2 separate regions of the Lactuca sativa genome follow, and region 2 is linked to region 1. A link is a contact called in public Hi-C data. All regions are on one chromosome and are shown on one strand. Each heading gives the region's core, a stretch centred on a gene start, on an enhancer-like site or on the middle of the called end of the contact. The rest is flanking DNA. Distances are from core to core; before and after follow the strand shown. Region 1 holds the start of LOC111918405 (aspartic proteinase 36). Region 2 holds the start of LOC111896363 (probable E3 ubiquitin-protein ligase ARI8).

Region 1 (3,728 bases), core at 266-2,765:
TCAATATTGTAATATGGGCTGTTGCCATCCCGAGACTAGAGTAAATGTGTGAGATGTATCAAATGTATTTATGTTAGAGATTGAAGTTTTGTATCTATAAGTTAGATAGATACAAAACATACCTGCGAACAGGGTCTGAATGGGTATACACCATGTCTTCAGGGGGAGAGATTCCACCAAGAACCATGGCACCACCACCAACATCCATTCCTCCATAGCATAAAGAAAAGGAATCACTTATCACACCTCCATCAACAAGTTGATCAACTATGCTTAAATCACCACGACCTAATCCCATTATTCCATCAGCATGTTGACTGTAGAGATCACCTGTTTCTCTGTTTTCACACCCGAAAACTGCTCGCTGAGGTTGAAGATCACTTTGGTTGCCAAATGATATGATGTCTTCACCAAGAACACCACTGCTGGAACTCATTTCTGCATATTGTCTTTCGTAGATGCATTGTTCTTTGTTGTTATCACAGGTGCAATCGATGTTGCATTCCACAGGCTTGTAGGAGGTGGATGATTCTGGATCGAACTTTGGATCCTGGTAAATGTGAATCGATAACATTAACAAACAGTTAAATTGGTGTTCCTATTCGGAACCCTAATTATATTCTGAACATAAGCAAATGCGTAGATAAGATCACATAAAGCGAATGAATTGGAATGGAATCACGGGAAGAAAGTACCTGATGCTTGCCACATTGTTCACAGGTAGCGCATGGGACGTAAGTAACAGTACTCCCTGTGTCGACAATCAGTGCGAATCTCTGTGGCGGCGATCCAATCCAGAGTCTCGTGGTGTAATACCTGTAAACCATCAATAAAATTCCACACAGATCGTAAACCTCGGAGCACTACCTCTAAATTTAGAACAAATAGGAACTCACTACAGTTTTCAATTTTGAAAAATGGAAATAAGACATGAAATCAGTTTGAATTTTCAGAATTGAAGTGATTGAAAGTTTGTGGTTCAGTGAAATAGATCTAGAAAACGCCTAAAATTACCCGTTGAGGAGGAGATCGTCATGGAGAGCCATGCGAGCGTTTGGTCGAGGAGCATCGGATTTCTGGAGGTGACGTCGAGATGCCACATCGCCGGAGATCCGGGAGGAGTTAGGAGGAGAGGGGAAAAGAGGTAGAAACATGGTGTGGCGATTGCTACCGGCGCGTGGAGGCCGGATAATAACAGTGTTCGAATCGTTTTTAAGAGCAGAAACATACCTTAACGATGACGACGGAGGAAAGTGAAATAGTACAAAAACCGACCAGATCAATAGGGCTGTGAATCGCGGCATAATTGGGATATCACCGATCGGTGAAGGGAGATGAAAATGGAAGGATTTCTCTCTCTCTAGGGAGGATTTAGAGAGAGAAAAATGGAGGAAGGGGAGGCGGAGAAGGAGGATATGGTGAAGTCAGCGGTAAGTAACGTTCCCGACACGAACGACGACGAACGAAGACGACGACCTCCTTCTTGCTTGCAATCTAATCCTTTTCTTTAACTTTTATTTCATTTAGATTTCAAATAAAAACAAATTATCAGAATCAAATATTTAATACTCGTCTATGATTTTATTTGGGATTTTTTTTTTGCTCTCATTTATGTATTTAATTATGCTTTCTTTAACTAAATTATACTAAAATTATTATATAGATTATTGCAACCAATAGAATCAAACGAAAATTTTCGTAGTACTAATGGTTGTTTGATAGAAAGTGAATAATCCAACGTTTAACAATTAAGAGGCATGAACCATTAAGATTGAACCAAAGTTGGGTTGAATGATTCTAAGTTGTTCGGTAAGGTTTACTGAATGGATATGATGATTGAAAAAAAATATCATTTTACCATTTTAATTGTAACAATTTCAAATCAAATGCATATAAACAATGTATTATTAATCCTTTATTGACAAAAAGTTACATAAATAACATCATTTTTTATATATAATATTTGCAAAAGTTATAGAAATTAATCTTAAGATGGAGGTGTGTGTCAGTTCGAGATCAAGGTGTATGAGAAAGATGAAGTTGATGTTACTTCTATGGATTGGGACCATGACGTTGAGAGACTCGGAGATAGAATTAGATAAGATATAGATTTTTATATACATGAATACTTGGTTCAACACCTCTTTATCTTTTGAGTGATTCGGAGATAAAATTGGGGCCCTTAGCAGTTAAGAAGTATTTTTTAACCTGCCAAACGCCTAGAATACTTAATGGTTGTTAGGTTGCCTCTTAATTGAATGGTTAAGAATAGGGGTGAGCATGGTGCGGTTCGGTGCGGGTTTTGGTCAAAACCGAACCGGAAACCGTAACTTCGGTTTTTTGAAATTTAGAAACTGCACCGTTCGGTTTTATGCGGTTTGGTTTTTGCAGTTTTTTGCGGTTCGGTTTTTTTTTTTTGCGGTTTTTATTAGTTTTTTTTTTCGTTTTGTCTTTTTACTAAAACTCAATTAACTCAGCGAGTTACTTTGACTCAGATGAGGAGTGCTAATCTTTTATTAGATATAAACCGATATCACCATCTCTTGGTTCGAAATCAAATTACATAATTACTCATTCAACATGTTTCTAATGCTTCAATATAATACGAATTTAATATAATATTTGTTTCACAAGTACATAAGATAATATCAATTAATGTATTCTTAAAAATGATACTATATCACTAGTACTATTCATATTTAAATGTTAAAAAAAATGTCATAAACATTATTTGTTATTGTAAATACCACTGAATGTATGCTTAAAAATATAAAGTCATCATCCGATAGATAAGATAGATATTTCCATTTATAGAAATTTTAATTGTCATAAGTTCTTGGTTCTTATAAATATCAACACTTAATATATATATATATATATATATATATATATATATATATATATATATATATATATGCGGTGCGGTTCGGTTTTTTGCGGTTTTACTAGACTAGAAACCGCACCGCACCGCACCGAGTATTTTCGGTTTTTGCAAAACTAAAAACCGCATCATCGGTTTTCATTTCGGTTTCGGTTTTTCGGTTTCGGTTTATGCGGTTTTTTCGGTTTTTTTGGTTTACAGTTCGGTTTTTGCTCACCCCTAGTTAAGAGGTGAAACAGATGGCCCCTAAGGAGTTTTTAACTTATTTGCAAGTGTGTGATTATGACGTATTATCGAGCACATTAAGGAGTAACTATATATATAGGAATATATTCTCAAGTCACAATGAAGATGAAGTATCTCTTACAAAACATTATGTGTGAAAAAACATGTTGGCAAGTGTCGTCTTTACGTATATAGTTTTAAAGGAGAAAGTGTTAGTCAAGAACATACTCACAAGTTTTTCAAATTAGTTTTTAACAAGTAAATGTTAATAAAATCCTCGTGTGTGTGGTATTTACGTTCAAATGTGAATCAAGAATATGCACGTGAGAGTTTCACATCACTCATGTTGGTGTAACTGTGTTCTCCATAGTGTTTGAATATTTAGACACATTTTATTTTGAGTAAATTACACGAATGGTCCCTATGGTTTAGGTTAATTTACACATTTGGTCTTTAACTTATTTTTTTTAACTCGGAAGGTCCCTACAGATTGTTTTTGTTACATGTTTGGTCCCTGTATTACCTAAAAACACTATTTTGCCCTTGAGTTTTTAATTTATTTAAATAAACACAACCCCCAATCCCACCCCTCACCTTACCTTACATACCCCATCATTTTTTC
Region 2 (3,852 bases), core at 779-3,278, 300 kb after region 1:
TTTCAGTTACATATATACACAATGTAACATTTGTTTGCAACCTTTAAGTCACTTTAATTATAATAAAAACAACAATGACTAAAGGTCGTGTAATAATAAAAGCTTTATATAAACTGTTCATGAAGAGACTTATATAAAGATCAAAAGTGCAGCTACTTGTCTAGCAGAGTATGAACTTGGTAGATTTGACTTTATAATTGGTATGGTTATATGGTATCATATATTGTCTAAAGTAAATAACCTGAACAAACAACTTCAATCTGAGACGATGCGTATTGATGAAGCAATGAGTAGTGTGGGAGCACTTATTGAGTTTCTTTAAAGACTACCGAGGGAATGGGTTTGAGACGGTTTTGGATTGTGCAAGAGCTATGAATTCTGATTTAGGCGTTGATCCGATGTTTGTTGAGGAAAATAATTAAATAAGAATATAAAAAGTACATTTTGATGAGAATGGTGTTGGGTCATCAGAACTGGTATATGAACTTTCACCTGAAGAGTCATTCATGATTTAGTATTTTGTGTACATAGTTGATCAAACTATTGGTTCATTGAAGTGAAGTTTTGAACAATAAAAACAATTCGAAGATATTTTTGGTTTTTTATTCACAACAAAAAAGTTGAAATCAATGAATACTACTATGTTAAAAGCAGGTTGCAAAAATCTTGAAAAGAGGTTGCAAATGGCCATATCTTAGACATCGATGTTGATGATTTATCTAACGAACTCAAATTGTTAAAAATAAATATTTACCAGATGAAGATAATATAGCTAATGGAATACTAAATCTTTTAAAAATGATAAACACTTATCCAGTTTCTTATCTATCATACATAATATTGTTGATTGTTCCCATTACAGTTGCATAATTGGAAAGAAGTTGTTCAAAATTAAAACTTTTAAAATCTTATTTACAATCGACCATGTCTCAAAAGATATTAAACACTTTAGCTTTAATTTAAGTTGAAACATATTTCTTGATAATATTGATTATGAAAGTGTAATAGATGAACTTGCTTCTAAAAATACTAGAATATCGATGTTTAGAAAATAGCAATCCACTGACTTTTTTTTTTTTTTGAAAATTTCTTGTAACAGTTACAACTTATTATTAATGAGTGAAAATATAATATTGTGTTAGTAAATTTACAATATGTTTGCTAGCAAATTTAATTTTTAAATTTAGTGATAGCAAAATTATTTAATAATATTTTACAAATAAATAAATAAAATATGGGGTCTCATTTTGATTTTCGCACATCATAAGCCATCATAACCCAATAGAGAAATGCTACAACATCTAATGACCACAAAAGGAAACACTAGGCAAGATATAATTATTGGGGGTTATCTTGGGGTTACACTCCTTGTAACCGACAATTAAGTTAGGTGTGTATATGCAAGAGTGTATGGGAGCTTTTGAGATAATTAAATAGTGTTTGTGACCATGTATGATTTATGTGCTTCTATCATGTGTGTGTGTTTTGCAGGTAATCGTGGTGGTGTACGATCTATGCTGGAAGACGGGGATGTTTTGGGCGTTCATGTTCTGTCTTGGGATCGATGTTAATTACTCAGATCTGCCTCAACTTTGTTTATCTTTTCCAACTCGATTATTAATGAAGTTTGTCGGAGTGAGAGCCTTATTTGTATAGTACACTACTAGTATATATATTGACAAAATCTTGAAATGATTGATGGTGAAAGATTTCATATGTGAAACCTTACCAATACAAAATAAGATAGTCCTAAGTAAATATCGTTGTCCGACCATAGCCGATGAGGTCAAATTTATGATGTAATCGTTACGATTATTTCATAAAATGCATAATGTATGCGATGTCATGCACTACAACATATGTCTCTTATGCATTTGAACATGACTACTAGATGTCAACATAATCCACATGAATGTTCGAGTACAATTTAATAATAAAATAATTTTTCCAATAATTTGTTATACTTTTACTATATTAATCGAGACCAATTTTACAACATATATACCATTCAGTTTTGGGCCACTTGGCCCAAAAATCGAAGTTACATCAAACCTTAAAAGTTAAAAGTCTTGGTCTTCACTTTCTCCGATAAATTCTGTAAATTAACCTCCAAGAATCCCCAATTATTTCGCTATCTTCGTCACTCGAACACTCCTTCTTAAACCCTAAATTCTCCTGATCAATCTCAACTCGATCGATTCCGATCGCCCTCAATTTTAGTATAAACTAATTATTTATTTACAATTTCATCGTTTTCCTCCATGCAACCCATGGATTCCGACCTTGATCCTGCTCTTTTGCGATATGCATCCCCTGTTTTTTCTGATGATGAAGATTACTTCGATGATGACTATACTGGCGACGATTATAACGATGGTGATGATGGCATTGATGTAGATGATGGAGCCGATGATTCCAATGTTCTGATCAATAGCGTAAGTTGTACTAGCAAGAAAAGCTATGTGATACTGAAAGAAGAGGACCTCTTTCAGCGTCAAGAAGAAGACATCACTAGGGTTATCGCGGTTCTACCGATGATCCCGAGAGATACTGCGTGCCTGCTGTTGCTGCGTTATAATTGGATTGTGAATAGTGTTCACGAAGCTTGGTTTGAAGACGAAGATAAAGTTCGCAGATTTGTTGGTTTACCGGACGTTGATCCGGCTATTAAGTTCCCTCAATCAGGTAAAGAATTTGTCGATTGTGGGATTTGTTTTGAATCGATTAGAAAGCGTAACACTGCGACATGTGGATGCGATCATCAATTCTGTAAGACGTGTTGGACGGCTTACGTTTGCACCGCCATCGACGACGGCCCTGGATGCTTAACTCTAAAGTGTCCCGAACCTTCTTGTGACGCTGCTGTTGGTCCGGACATGGTCAAAGCGTTGGCTCCGGCGAACAAAAAGAAAAGATACGCCCGTTTTCTTCTCATGTCTTATGTCGAGAGCAACGAGAAGATCAAATGGTGCACTGGTCCAGGCTGCGATTACGCTGTAGAATTCAACGATGATTCCGAAACTGGTAACTACGATGTTTCTTGTCTCTGTAAGCATACTTTCTGCTGGAAGTGTATGGAAGACGCTCATCGTCCTCTAGGTTGTGAAACCGTAGCTAAATGGGTTCTCAAAAACAGCACCGAAGCTGAAAACACAAACTGGATCCTCGCATACACAAAGCCATGTCCGAAATGCAAACGATCAATTGAAAAGAACCATGGTTGTATGCACATGACTTGCAGACCTCCATGTGGATTCGAGTTCTGTTGGCTATGTCTTGGCCCATATGTAGGACACGATGGAAGAGCATGCAATCGATATACGAAATCCCAAGAAGGTGGACTAATTCCCGAATCTGAACGACAAAGAGAGTTAGCTAAAAAAGCAATAGAAAGATACACACATTACTACGAACGATGGGCTGCAAATGAAAAATCAAGAAAACAAGCACTTTCAGACATGCATAGAATCGATGAAATCCATATCAAAACACTGAGCTTGAATTTCTGTCAACCAGAATCACAACTACATTTCATCATAGACGCGTGGTTACAAATAGTGGAATGTAGACGAGTTCTTAAATGGACATACGCATATGGATACTACATACCCAAAGAAGAAGAAGCAAAGAAATCTTTTTTTGAATACGTACAAGGAGAAGCAGAATCCGGATTAGAAAGACTCCATCTTTGTGCAGAAAAGGAGCTTCAAAGTTACATTACAAAGGAAGGAGATGAAAAGGAAAAACCCAGTGAAGAACAGTTTAGTAATTTCAGAGTGAAGTTGGTTGATTTGACTATTGTGACTCGATCTTATTTTGAGAATTTGGTGAGGGCTTTACAGAGTGGGCTTT

Evidence for each region. A called contact is a pair of places that touch in the nucleus more often than the background predicts.
Region 2: a contact with region 1 is called in a Hi-C map of leaf, with 4 times the contacts expected there. The contact joins the promoter of LOC111896363 here to the promoter of LOC111918405 in region 1. A contact is called at or near these places in 3 of 4 Hi-C or Micro-C datasets (leaf and seed).

What each region holds. Positions count from the first base shown.
Region 1 is chr4:354,347,611-354,351,338 of Lsat_Salinas_v11, forward strand. It overlaps LOC111918405 (aspartic proteinase 36), which reads right to left and starts at 1,516. Exons shown (of 12, transcript XM_023914075.3): 1 at 1,015-1,516; 2 at 696-816; 3 at 123-550; 4 at 1-18. The coding sequence starts at 1,304.
Region 2 is chr4:354,649,286-354,653,137 of Lsat_Salinas_v11, forward strand. It overlaps LOC111896363 (probable E3 ubiquitin-protein ligase ARI8), which reads left to right and starts at 2,029. Exons shown (of 1, transcript XM_023892368.3): 1 at 2,029-3,852. The coding sequence starts at 2,262.